2 separate regions of the Zea mays genome follow, and region 1 is linked to region 2. The links are chromatin contacts, called in public Hi-C maps. All regions are on one chromosome and are shown on one strand. Each heading gives the region's core, a stretch centred on a gene start, on an enhancer-like site or on the middle of the called end of the contact. The rest is flanking DNA. Distances are from core to core; before and after follow the strand shown.

Region 1 (6,811 bases), core at 2,856-5,355, 170 kb before region 2:
GAGGCCTCGGGGGCTACACCCGGCGGGTGCGCTCGCGCGCACCCACCGAAACAAAGTATAACCGAGGAATGCCGGTCCCCTCGCAAAAAAGTGCGGCAAAGCCTCCAAGCGAGTACCAACACTCCCTTTGAGGCTCGGGGGCTACTGTCGGGTACTGTAATTAGGGGTACCCCCAACACTCCTAATCACGGCTGGTAACCACCATCAACACAAGCTACAGAGGCTGATGGGCACGGTTTATGTCAAGACCTCGCCTACCAAGGGACGCAATCTCGCCTTGCCCGACCCCGGCCTCGGGCGGGAACAGTAGTCCCGTACGAATTCACGCCTCGCCCGAGGGTCTCTTCAGGCAGCGGGCGCACCCTCGGCTCGCCCTAGGCCCGGCTCGGGCAGGCTTCGTCGAGAAGCAACCTTGGCCAAATCGCCTCACCAACTGACCGTATCGCAGGCGCATTCAATGCGAGGATAGCCTGACACCTTATCCTGACACGCGCGTCTCAGTCGGCAAGGTCGAAGTGACCGCAGTCACTTCGCCCTTCCACTGACCGATCTGATAGGAAAACAGTGCCGCTCACCCCGCTCCGACTGCTGTGCCAGCCACCCGGGCAAGGCTGACAACAGCAAGTTCAGCCTCGAGCACAACAGGAAGCTCCGCCTCGCCCGGCCTTGGGCCTCGACCTCGAGAGGAGGTCTCCGCCTCGCCCGACCCCCAAGACTCGGCCTCGGCCTCGGCCTTGGCCTTGGGAGGAATCACGTACTCGCCCGATCACAGCCTCGGCCTCAGGAGAAGTCTCCGCCTCGCCCGACCTTGGGCTCGGACCGACCGCACCACAGGGGATACATCATTACCCTACCCCTAGCTAGCTCAGGCTACAAGGGAACAAGACCGGCGTCCCATCTGGCTCGTGCCAGAAACAAGCAATGATGGCTCCCTGCGTGCATCCGTGACGACGGTGGTTCTCAGCCCCCTACAGAAGCAAGGAGACGTCAGCAGGATCCCAGCAGCACCGCCAGCTGTGCTTCTACAGGGCTCAGCCACTTCTCCGACGGCCACGTTATCGCATACACAGGGCTCTAGCACCTCTCCGACAGCCACGTTGACATGTACACAGGGCTCAGGCACCTCTCTATCAGACACGTTAGCGCATAGCTACACTCCCATTGTACACCTGGACCTTTTCCTTGCATCTATAAAAGGGAGGTCCAGGGCCTTCATGTAGGAGGGTCGCGCGGAGGGACGAGCTAACGAACAGGCTCACTCTCCCTCTCTCGCGTACGCTTGTAACCCCTACTACGAGCACACCCCCCCTGGTGCGAGATAACACGAGCCGCGTTTCCTTCTTGTATTCCATCTTGCGCCAACCCATCTGGGCTGGAACACGCAGCGACAAATTTACTCGTCGGTCCAGGGACCCCCCGGGTCCGAAACACCGATACTTGTATAAATTGTCTCATGTACATTACTGAAATTCTGGTAAAGATCTAATATTACTTGCATCCACTTATACATGTGCCCACCAAACACGTGGCCACGAAATCCTGGCTGGTTATGTACAGTCAACCAAACAACCATACAAAATATTACTTGCATCCACTTATATAGATTTGGCTCGGCCTGCATGAGCTTCTGAACGAGGCTCTGCCTAGCTAAGGAACCAAATAGATGGCATATAATGGTTAGAGATAGCAATGGGTACCCGAAACCCGAAACCCGATGGGTTTTTACCCCATTAGGGTACGGGTTTGGGTCAATTTTCATACCCATGGGTTTATTAATGGGTATAAATGTATACCCGACGGGTTTATGGGTACGGGTTTGTTCCTATAGTACCCAAACCCGTGAACCCGTGGGTTTTTTAAACTCGACCAAACTTAGTGCACATTGTCATTTTATTTTATAAACGAACAACAAACTTGTTATCTACTTATTTACTTCCTAATTTTTATCAAATAGTGAATGTATAAGTAGTTGGTGATAGTGTTGCTTGCTTGCTATTATAGTTATTACTAGCGTTATATATGTGGTGGATGTATAACTTAGTGTAAGGTAACTTGATTATACAACTAATTATTTGTATTTAATTCTCTCTACAAATATTTTTTATACCAAATCATGAACTCGTCCATTACATAAATTTTGGACCACGATCTCATTAATCATTACGATACTTATTGATTATAAAAAGAATAAGCATATTGGAGATAAAAACCCGCGGGTAACCCGTGGGTACCCGCAAACCCGATGGGTACGGTTTTGGGCAAAATTTCAAACCCGTCATGGGTATGGGTTTTTTAATGGGTGTAAATATTTTTCACGGGTACGAGTTTGGGATAGCAAAACCCGGCGGGTTTATACCCGTTGCCATCTCTAATAATGGTGGGTGTGCCGCAGTGCAATGGAGAGCTGCTTCATCGTCGTAGTAGTACTAGTTGATCTGATCAGCATATGGCCAGCTGCTCCCATCTGTACTGCAGTTTATGGAGACTCCATGATAATTTGTACTCGCCAGTATAGATGTCTAGACGGGCCACCCGGCACGGACCCGACACGGACCTGTTTCGGCCCGGTACAAATAGGGTCGGGCTAGGCACGACCCGTTGATGCTTCGGACTGGGTCGGGCTGGCCCACGTGCCTAGGAACATGCCCAAACCCGGCACGCAAAGGGAAAAATCGTGCTGGGCCGGCCCGTTGGTCCGGTGGGCCTCAACGTACCGGGCCGGCCACTGGCCCGAACCAACAGTAGAGCAGTATATAAATACATATATTTAACAGAATTAATCATATATCATAACATATTATTTACATATATTAAGACAACAAAATTCATTTATCAATTCACAAGATAATATCATATTAATACAAATATGAAATGATCACTCAGCCTGCGTCTGTATTTATGTATGCATTTATTCTGCTTAGAATTAAATGTATCAATATTTATATATTATGAGAGAATTAAATGTATGTATTTATCAATGCATTTATATTATGTTTGGCTGGACTGTTCTCATGCATTTGTTCTGCGTATTTAGTATTGATCATTTAGCAGGCTGAGTAATGTATATATTTATCTGTTAAATGTATGTATTTATATACAAATATGAAATAACAGTCCCGACCCATTTAATTGAATTGAGCCTGCGCTACACTGCATTTGTGTTCAAATACGCGGGCCGCCGTTGAGCCGACCTATTTATCGTGCCGGGCCGGGCCAAATCACGCGGACCGTCGTATCTGCCCATACCTGACCCGCTAAACGGGCCGTGCCGGGCCGTGTTTGGACCGGGCTAAATTTGTGCCGTGCCACGAATTAAACGGGCGGCCCGCACTCTGTTTGGACATCTATACTAGCCAGTGGCTGATCTGTGCTAGCTTGAGGTGGCCAGCAGACGGCAGGAAAGGCCGTGGCGCAGAAAAAATGTCGTCCATCAAATACTTCTAGGTAACCATCATGCCTGAGATAAATTGGGAAGATCGACATGCCCGACTTCCACCTGATTATCCTATGGTCAAATAGATGACATGCTACCACTTCATGTTTAAACTAGTGTACGGTTCACAGTAAACCGAGCATATATAAAGATTAGTTGGTCATGTTAATGCAACCTTCGCTTGAATCGAGTTTCCAACTTAACACGGCTGCTAATCATTCAACGCTCCCTCATCTGTACCGTTTGCACCCCACACATATTTATGTCCATATATAATGATATTGTTTTGTATCAACGTTCCGTAATCTTGCATTAAATATTTTTGGCTACTAAACGAACTCAGATAAAAAAAACTTTAACTATAAAGTTTAAAATTTTATCAAGCGCTACAACTTTAGTATAGGATGTACCATCAATAGAGATAGTCTAATTTTTTTGAAACAATTAAATCTCAAAATATATGAATTTTAAAATATATATTTGAGACTCTAGATGACTGTAAATAGAAAACATATCCACACCACTTTCATCCCTACCACCATCCAATTTACTTCGGCCCATGAGCTCAGAGTAGTTGGACGGTGGAAGCAGGCCTTAACGGTAGTGGAGGCCCAGTTGACCAATCGTCGAGGAGTCCAGGCCTTAACGGCGCCGACCGCTCCACGTCCGCATTCTGCAGTATGGCTCGCCGACTCTGCCGTCTCCCTCGCCTCTTTCCCCTCGTCTCGTCTGCATCCGCCTCCGCCGCCCCAAGACCTCATCACCTCCCCTTCGCCGTGAACCCTAACCCCGCGCCCCTCGCCCCCTCCTTCTCGTCGTCATCGCCGCCCGCTTTTCCGGGCCCCCATCGCCTCTTCTCTTCCACGAGTATTCCTCTCGATGACTCGATCCTCCTTTCGTCTCGCCCATGCCCCCCTCTCCATTTCGTGCGGCTCTCGGGGACTTACGGCTTTTTGGGTTGGCTGTTTCAGGTGGTTCAAGCATGGTGGTCGTGGGCTCCGCGGACTCCTTCAACAGCATCTTTTCCAAGGTGCAAGGTACGGCGCCGATTTCCTCCTCTCCCATTTCCAAACCATGCTAGATGCTAGTTAGTCCTTGCCTCCTTGGTACGTCTGGTGTTGGGTGACGAATTGGGTCATGGTGGTTCGATGGTTCGTTCGTTCTCTTGTGCCTCACTGGCTGTGAACTGTGATCCCTGTGGATCTTGCAGATGAAAAGCTACCAGCTGTCTTTTACTACACGGCGGTGTGGTGTGGACCATGTAAGTACTGCCTCATTCTGATGCCAGCGTTGCCAAGTATAGGGCTTCATTCATTTGTGTCATAATTTTGTTGTGTGATTGTGCCGCACTGCAGGTAGGGCGATCGCACCTTTAGTATCAAAGCTGAGCAGCCAGTATCCCAAGATACCGGTGTACAAAGTTGACATTGAATTGGTAAGTCTGCAAATTTAGATTTCACTGCTACTGCGATATGCTAGAAATTGGCTGTTAAGTGTTAGCCGTGGTGAGGTTTCTGAAGCAGTGAAGAACACAAACGTAAGTTCACTAACTGGAAGAACACAAACGCGAGTGTGTGTACTGAGAGCTTGTGCTGTGCAATGCCTTGCAGCTGTTCTGGTTTTTTCTCCTATATTATGCAATGCAGTGACTAAACATGCTACAAAGCTGGAGGTAATGGTGATCATGTCCCATGCAGTGGAGTGTCACCATGGCGCGCACGATGCCCAGTCTTCCTGGTCGTGCGCACGCAAGACTTGCTCAATGGCTTGAGCATCTAGGAATGGATAAACATGCCTAAGTCTATCAGGGTGCCTAAGTCTATCGGGATCTGGGGTTTATGCAACATTAAGTAAGCACTAACGTATGGGAATATTAGTATGCAAAGTCGCAGTTTGCTGCTTCTTCATCACCGCCACATTTACCACTAGTCCACTATACCAGTTTTAAGATCTCTGCTATACAGTCATAATTGCAGACTGGTGTGGTATTGTTTCCGATGCTTAACCAGTTAACCTCTAACTATTGGTTCTGACTAACCGATTCAGGTTACATACTGCCTTTCTAGCATCACAAATTTAAATTCAGGTGAAATCTGTGCAAAATTAGATTTAATGTTGTTACTACATTACTGAAGTTGTTCACAACCAGGTTGCCTGTTATGCTATGAAGCATGTATACGGAAATGCATATTGGTATCGAGCGGATACAGATACACAGATGTTTTAGCATTTCTTAAATAAATAAATAACTGTGCAAAATAAAATTCTAAAACCAGGAGCAGCCTAGAAGGAAACAAGAAACATTGAAATTGCCACCGTTTGCAGTTTTGATCACCAGTTACTAGTACAGACCTTCAAATGAATTGCTTATGATGGAGATGGACAGATGGAGGATGAACCACCACCGGTGATCAGCAGCCGCCAGGCAGATCTGAAGAGGAGGGGGCGAGAGGGAAGCCAGCCGCCAGTGCAAGGAACTGAAGAGTCGTGTGCTACGTGAAGGGTTTAGAGGGGGGCGGGGTTGCCGTTTTCATATGCCTTATAGTCAGGCCGAAAATAGGCAGCCCAAATAAAACTAAACTAATTCTGGTCGTTGTCTTTTCCAAGTCGGATGACTAATCAATAATCATGATTACAAGCTGATTAGTCAGACGATTGGACGACTAGTAGCCCTAATCGTTACTTCCAGTCCGACTTGGCCGATTTAATCATGATCGAACGACTTTTTTCTCTCTCAACGTACAGGAGAGCTGCGCATCATTATATTAAGAAGAAATAAGAAGGTCCAAAATGGACCCAGATACAAGAATTCCCTCCTAAAGAAGTCTAAAGCAAAGGGTCTCTAGATTTTTGTCAAGTTCTACCGGCAAGAAAGGAGAGACCCTTAGCTTCAGCCATTTCTCACGACTTGTAACCAATTGTGCGAAATTAGATTTTGTTATGTTTGATCAATGTTGTTACTACATTACTGAAGTTGTTTAGAACCAGGCTGCCTGTTATGCTATGAAGCATGGATACCGATATCGGTATTGAGCGCATACATATACACATATGTGACATTTTCCCCAAAGCCCGATAGGTAGATATGTTGTAGCATTCCTTTTTTTGAACATAATGGCAGGAGCTCTGCCTTTCATTTAAGAAGAATAATAGAATTGGCCCAGTTTTAAGGAAAATCGGGCCTGAAACCTACAGAGGACGTGATTGGTTGTTGGTTGCTGATGTGCTTGGCGTGAGCCAGCCTAGGTCGGTAGAGAAGGCCGCGCGCTCGCGTCTCCGCCCATGCAGGGTTATGGGTCGTTTCCTACCTAGGCTGCGTCCGCCTGTGCAGGCTACGCCGATTAAGTACAGGTAACCAATCATGGTTTCAAGCGTGGT
Region 2 (7,438 bases), core at 2,869-5,368:
CTTGATTTATTTTTGGGGCGTTTTATGGCCTAGCTTAGCCTGTTGACTTATCATAATTCATAACACCTTTGTTTGATGCCACTGCTGTTAGAATTTATCGATTGGAGTAGCACTGATGTTTCAGATTTCCATCATGCCAGAGTTAGTTTCATCTCCCAACAGCGGCGATTCTTATGTTCTCATTTCTGATGGCCATGCTAGCATTTATCCATTAATAATGCCATTATCACTTTAGTGTATTTAATTTGCGAACAGTAAACTATGCCAACGGTGCCAGATTGCACCGGCACAGGGATGGTGTAGGGTCAATGCAGCTTCCATCTAGCGCTGAGCCACTGATGCAACTTGGCATTGGTGCTGGCGTGCTGTAGATCAGTTTTCCGTATATTTTGTACACTGCCCCCTTTGTTGTTCTTAAACGTCTCCTATAGCAAAGTTTGATGGCTTTAGTCTTTGTTTAGATGGCTAATTTTTCTTTATGTTGGAAAGCTAAAATTCGACTAGTACATACATTCGAGTGGCATCGACCCAAACACCTTATTAGTTGTGCCTGCTTATTAGTACCACTGTATCAGCTAGTAGCACGTGCGTTGACATTAGTCGGATCAAACTTGTTAGCAAAGTAGGAAACAGCTAGCAGCAGTACTAGTAGATAAATGGCTACTTTGGTTGTTGATGTCCTTGATGACTTTAGAGGATTAATCAGTTGTCCATGGTAGTTTCTTTGTGATTTTATTCACATGATAAGCATTAAGCAATCTATAAAAATGTTGTCAGTCTAAGCAAGAGGTTAGAGCATCTGTCCACAGATTCTTTATGCAAGAATCAGTGTTTCTGTTTTGTCTGTCTATATTTAACATCAGATTCTTTATATATATGGAGAAGTCCGGTTTTGTTCCTGCTGTCCATGATTCAATTGGGAGTCTGTTTCTTACTGTTGTTATGATGACCGCGATTCAGTCCATGATGCCTTCGTTATGATGTTTAGGATTCAGTCCATGATACCTTTGTTATGATAAATTTTCTACCCGCTCAAGTTATGATTCATGTTCTATTTCTTTGTAATCATGTGCATTTTCAGTACATAAATATATGTATTAATAAACCTTTATTGCACTTTTAGTTTGTATTTTCTGTTGGGAGTTTATGGACCTGCTGATACAGTAATTAATATATTATCAAACTATGTTGTAGGAAGAGGAGCTGGAAGCAAGGATCAGATTGCTTGAAGTGTGAAAAAACGATTACTCGCATGCATGGTAGCTGTTGGCGTAACACCCAGCCGGTGGAGAGAATTTAGTTTGCTAGATGAATCGTTATACTTTTGCATGTAATAGAACTGAAATATCACTTCAAAATTTAGAAAACATGTATGCTATTATTTTTATATGTCCATCACAGAAAGCGTGTTCTAAACAAATATATGTTGGAATCCAAACGTATATTTTGAGCTACATATTATTCAAGTTGTCCTGCAATTCTTTTAGTAATCAAATTTCATATATTCTGAGCTACATATTATTTAAGTTGTCCTGCAATGTGCATCATAATCAGTTTATTATTTGTTTCATTAGCATATATTTGTATGCATGTATTTTTTTTTAAACTGCACATAGGGAATACCATCAGACAATATGTCGGCATATAGACTTTTAGCGACACACAAGCCGTCGACACAAGAATATGTCGGCAAAAGTCTGTCCGACGGTAAAGATATGTCTGTCGGCAAAAATATAACCATTGCCGACAGATAGTATGTCGGTACATCTATGGCTGCCGGTAAAGATTATTGCCGACAGGACTTTTGCCGACACACATTATCTGTCGCTAAAACTCTTTACCGACAGACTGTACGACGCTATTTTGGAGTTTTACCATCAGACAGTCTGTGGGCAATAATGTGTCATGGTGTAGTGCACGGCGGTAGCAGCAGCAACAGTGCGTGGCGGCTACATACATACACACTACGTAAATGCATGCACGGCGCGCCAAGCAGTTCCCAATTCCCATGGACTGGTGGACGCGGCACGTACTGTTCCGGAGCATGTCAAGTCTCCTCACGGCGGCAGCGGCCCCCCGATGGGCCGCCCGGCCCGATAGATCCATGCTAGAGAGAGAGAGAGAGAGGAAAAAAAGTGCGTGAAACGGCCAGGCGGCGGGTTAGGTATTTGCATGTCCAGCTCCAGCTGCATACTTCTCTCTCGTAGACGATGGAGGACCGTGCCAGCCAGCAGTGGTCGTAGCTAGTACGTACTGGTGCGATACTACTACTAGTGCCCTGTGTGTGAGTGAGATCGAACCAGAGACAAGGCGAGCAGCTACTACTACACGATTCGTCACGTCGGAGGCAGGGCACACAGGGGCGTGGGCAGCGGTAGCCTCATGCTGCGCCTGCGCATCGATAGGTATAGGCAGCAGCAGCACTAGGAGGAGAGATGAGTTGGTCTTCGCGTAGTGGCGTGGATCCGGTCCGGTCAGTCTTCTCAGACTCGTTGTTCCATTCCATGTGATCGCCCGCTCATGCTGTCGTTTCGTTTCATCGGAGGCGGTGATAAATAGATATAGGTAGGATGTTTAGTACACTGAAAAAGCCCGGGCCACGGCCACCAGATTTCACCGCTGCCGTCCGATCCCTGAAACTACAGAGAAAACCAGTACAGGTTGCTCATGGCCAGTTCGCCCCCCGGCAGTACAAATGCTCGGAGGTAAAATTCAGCGCTGGGTGGGATGGGCCGCGAGCGGAATCCACGCTTCTCGCACGGCGCGCATGCACTTTGCCGACGCGCACGTACGTGTAGTACGTCCGTGCGGCGGTGCAGGAGGAGAGAGGGGGGGGACCGTGCCGGGCCTGGCGCGCGTTGTTGACCGCGGGGACGTCGTGATCCGGATCGATCCGAGGTCGGCCGGGGTCGCGTCCCGGCGTCCGAGTCCGCGACGCAGGAGCATGGGTGGAGTGGAGGGTGCGGGCGGGTGGACTGGACCACGCGCGCACGAACGCTTCGCTTCGCACCGCACCAATCGCTCGCGCCAACGCTTCAGTCCCGGACGTGTTCGGGTCTCGAGCCGAGACCCCCCGACGCGATGCCGTACACCGATGGTCCCTGACGTGTTGCCGGCCAATCACTAGTCGCCCCGCCCGGCGCCCGCACTGGGCAGCGGTGACCACACACACAGAGAAGGAAAAAAAAGACCACACACATGATGCCGCCTACCGGTGATGACACCATGTTATTACTACTTACTAGTAGTACTAGTAGTCCGCACGCATGACGCATGCATGCCTATCTACACCGATCGGCACATGAGCGAGCGAGCGAGTGATTAGGCACCGCTGGGGCCTGGGGCACACGCACTGCTGAACAAAAAGGCAGAAACTGACGACGGGCCGGCCGTACGGTCTCTCTCTCTCTCTCTCGCCCGTTTCAGCGAGCAGAGTTTCGCACGGCGACTATTGGCTATGTCCTGCCGGCCGGGGGGGCTCGACTCTCCTCCAGTCTCCACCCATCCATCTTTTCCTCCGCCTCGGCCTGAGATATCGTTATGGCCCAGCAAGATCCGCGACCTGTTTGCCCGGCCGGCCGGGCCACGGTGCTGGAGCGACGAGCGAGAGAAGGGCCCAAGAATGAGCCTACCACGCACGCACGCACGCACGTACGTACTGTACGTACTTGGCCAGCTGCCGCCGGTAGCGGGTTCAGCTGTACAGTCGTCGCTCGTGGTTATTACGGCGCGTGGTGGTTATGATGATGCTGGCCCGGCCCGTTTACTGTCACACGTGTGGTATGGTACAGCAGCACGGCACGGGGCACACGAGGACCCTCAAGCATTACGCTCACGCATAGTACTCCTGCGGCTCCTTGCTGTAGTGGTAACTGTCACATGCTGCGCCTATTCTTGCACCCACACCACACACAGCTTTTCGAGCTCGAGCGTTTTCATGAACCCGAAAACACAGGTCTACTACAATAGTACAACGGCAACGCAGCGAGCAGCAACTTCTTTTTTTTTTTCCCGCTCGCGCCGTCCGTCCGCGTCTCCAATGATTGACGGGTGCCATGGCAGCCGGGAGCCGCGCACTCGCGACGCCTGGTCCTGACCTGAAACCTGCGGAATCTACCCATCCATCACAAACACCACCACCCGCCCCTGCTGCACTGACCGTCCTGCGCCCCTCTGCCGCGGATGGTCTCGTCCCGACCCCGCTTTTCCCTACACAGCCTCCTGTCAGCTTTGCCACACATGCGACCTAATTAACCAAACCCACCACAGCAGTAGCAGCACAGCATATGCACGCTCGTTTCTCCCTGCAACCGCACACAATCATCGAAGCTAATACTGCACGTCTGCACCCCACACCTTTTTTTGTGTGTGTGTTGTTGATTTCATTTCATTGTCATACTCTGACTCGTATGAGTTAGCAGACTGCTACAGCTGGATAGAAGGTGGTACGTATCAGCTAACACTTGCTTGTTTAGAACTGCTACATTATATGCAGAAGTTGATATATCTCTACAACTTATTAAAGCGATAAGGGTAGACTGCCGTTCTGCCTTCGTTCAATCTGGATCGTCCATCGCTGTTGTTCAATCTGGATCGTCCATCGCCACACTAACCTGCTAGCCGCGGCCTCCTCACCCCGCCCCATCCGTGCGCAAAAAATCGACACAAGCTGACAATACCAAGAGCTGATTACACAAGCTGACTGCTTCCTCTGTAGCAGCAAGGTTTATAAGTTGCTACCGCAACCTTTGGCTGGCCGATATGGTACATTATATTTGCGCTGCGGTACGAGGCCCATCTATCAATTAAATTCCATAAGGCCCATCTAGGAAAAACCCTAGAGACTTCATCCCCGCAGGTAGTCACGCGGCGGCTCTCCTCCCCGCAGGCAGTCGCGTGGCGGCCTCATCCCCGCCGGCGAGCCTCCACTCCCCTCCGCTGGTACGCCTCTATCGCCGGTGGCCTCCCCCTCGGCAGACAGCCTCACCTCGTGTCTTCTCACCAGTCGCGCGGCCACCATCCCGCTGCTCTACGCACCGCGCAACAGTAACTGCTCTCCCCACGACCTATTCCATCCCGAGTTAGCGGACTCCCCCCTACCCTACTCAGGCCCACAACCTCCACTCCCGCACGCTTCCTCCTCTGCAGGACCTCCACTTCGCCTGGGTCAGCATGTATCCGATGATGATAAATGGTGAGCATGCGCGTACTCTGTGTTGCTCGAGAACGCTTCGCCGCCAGAGCTGGAAGAGGTCCACGGAGAGCCTGGACAACCCCATAGCCTCTCGACGCATTGCCAGGTCCGGTAAGTCCTCCGATGTCCCTTTCTATCACCTGCGTTCATGTATCATCTATTTTGTTGAATTAGTAGTGCAACAGACCACTGGAGTGTTTAATTTAATTGTCAAATGTTGTGTGTAGGTAAAGTTCTCCCATACCTGAGGATCACTTGATTTTTTTTTGTGCAAGCCATAAAGACCGGTGAATGTACCATCAAACTCAAAGAACTAAGTAGGTAAACAAACTTTGAGTGAAGCATGAGTCGAATTGGTGCATGCTCTGTTAGTTTTACATGAATTTTTGTTACTTATGGATCAGTGTCGGTTTGTGTGTTTTGGCCTTTCCTGCATGATTATTTTTAGGTGCCACCATGCATTGGTGTATTAAATAGAGCCCGGAGTTTTTGAAATATGTTACTTAGATTGTCATCTTTTGTTGTTTAAGATTGTTGCATACTTCCTTTGATTTACTTAGCCCGGAGTTTTTGAAATCTGTTACTTCGATTGATTGCAGGGTGGAGTGTTGGTTTGTGTGTTTTTGTAGTTTTGGTATGTTGTGCATGAATCTTTTCAGCTGCCATTCTCCTATAGGAGGACTAGATAATCAACTGAGAGCTCTGTTAGTTTGACTCAATGCTTGCAATTATTGTAATCTATACATTGACGATTTGTTGAATAAATGTATTGTACTATATTGGAATTACTACATCATCTGCATGTACAGGTTTTAATCGTTAAGTGATGGATAATATTAGTGGCACCTGGATGTTTTAATTTCTTTTTGGCTTCTGCATGAACATCAGTGCTTTCAAACAATGGTAAATGTAATTTACATAAGCATCAAAGTGATGGATAATTGTCACAGGGGAATAGAGCATTTTGTATAAGGAAAACCGAAGATAGATTGCTAATATCATGCATGAATAAGTGTAGAACTAAGTAGGTATACTGGAGTGTGGGTGGTCAATTGATGACAAGGTTTGTATTAGCACATATGAATGCATGATAACTCTTCTCTCCCCTGGTTTCTGTTTACTGTTCTTATCACTTTCTGATATTTGCTACGTGACACCTTATACAAAATGCTCTATTCAATATTAACTTGCTAACTTTGAAGTTATCATGCATTCATATGTGCATGTAGTGGTGTAGGTGCTATATGCACCTTTTACAAGTAGCCCTGTTTTTATGTACAACCCCATTGCTGTTGGTTTGTTGATGATATTTCTGTTAGATGAGTGATAAGTTTTCAATATACGTCGTATTGTGTAAGTGATAAAGATGAAATTTGGGCAAGCAAGAGTTACAGGAAAAAAGGAAAAGTTGGGTTCCTTTTTTCTCGGAAAAAAGATGGATTCCTTCTTTTTCTTGAACCAAAAATATTGGTTCCACACTTGTGATTTTAATGGTTAGATGACTGAAATTGTGTCTGAATATAGTTAGCTTGTTGAGCCAAAGTCAGAAGATGAAAATACATACTGCTAATGATGAAGCAGAAGCGTGGGGGTTGATGTAGTAATAGTAGTTACAAATAGCTTGAGAATGCAGCTATTTTCCAAGCAACTGATATTATGCATAAAGATAAAGAGATGTTTTTTCCACTGACATGGGCACACTATCAAGTATATTATTTTTAAGAACAATTCAAGTGGCGACATATCATGTATGACACATTCATACATGATTTGTTCTAAATGATTAACACTGCTATAAATGGGTAAAATCAGATTTGTGCTTTAAAACTCTCCAACAGTAAAAATCCCTCTCTTTCTTTAATCTTATTCTCAGACCTGTAAATAGTGTTCTGCTTCCTATCACTAACTGCAGCAGATAGATAAATTAGAATGTGCCAATTCACAAGCAAATAAAAAGGATTTGTTTTTCAAGTATCTCTATTCAATAGATTTGTTTTTCAAGTTTTTTCTCGAACCTACTCAATGTCCCAATCTATCTTCGGTTTTCTTTAAAAACAGGATTTGTTATTTGTTGTTTAGCTTACATGTTGGACTACTGCTTGCGACATTGGGAATTAAAAAAGTTTTATTTCTCTGTTTCATTTGCATTGTAAATCTCACCCTGATCATCGGGGCCTGTTTCCAAACCAAATTGTACTCTCACTCCAATGCACCCTTTGTACTAATTATTCTTGTGTTTTGTCT

Evidence for each region. Hi-C and Micro-C count contacts between places; a contact is called where the count stands out from the background.
Region 1: a contact with region 2 is called in a Hi-C map of ear, with 6 times the contacts expected there. The contact joins the promoter of LOC100283185 here to the enhancer-like site in region 2. A contact is called at or near these places in 9 of 25 Hi-C or Micro-C datasets (bundle sheath, ear, endosperm and 2 more).

What each region holds. Positions count from the first base shown.
Region 1 is chr9:114,924,425-114,931,235 of Zm-B73-REFERENCE-NAM-5.0, reverse strand. LOC100283185 reads left to right here and starts at 4,105. Exons shown (of 7, transcript NM_001156087.1): 1 at 4,105-4,300; 2 at 4,405-4,470; 3 at 4,644-4,694; 4 at 4,789-4,868. The coding sequence starts at 4,114.
Region 2 is chr9:114,752,886-114,760,323 of Zm-B73-REFERENCE-NAM-5.0, reverse strand. No RefSeq gene overlaps it. Among protein-coding and RNA genes, the nearest start is that of LOC118473463, 35 kb to the right of the region's middle. Within about 2 kb of position 4,118, at least 19 of the 20 cell types and tissues checked have an H3K27ac peak or open chromatin away from gene starts, as enhancers often do. A contact at or near this core is called in bundle sheath, ear, endosperm and 2 more, where this site is marked.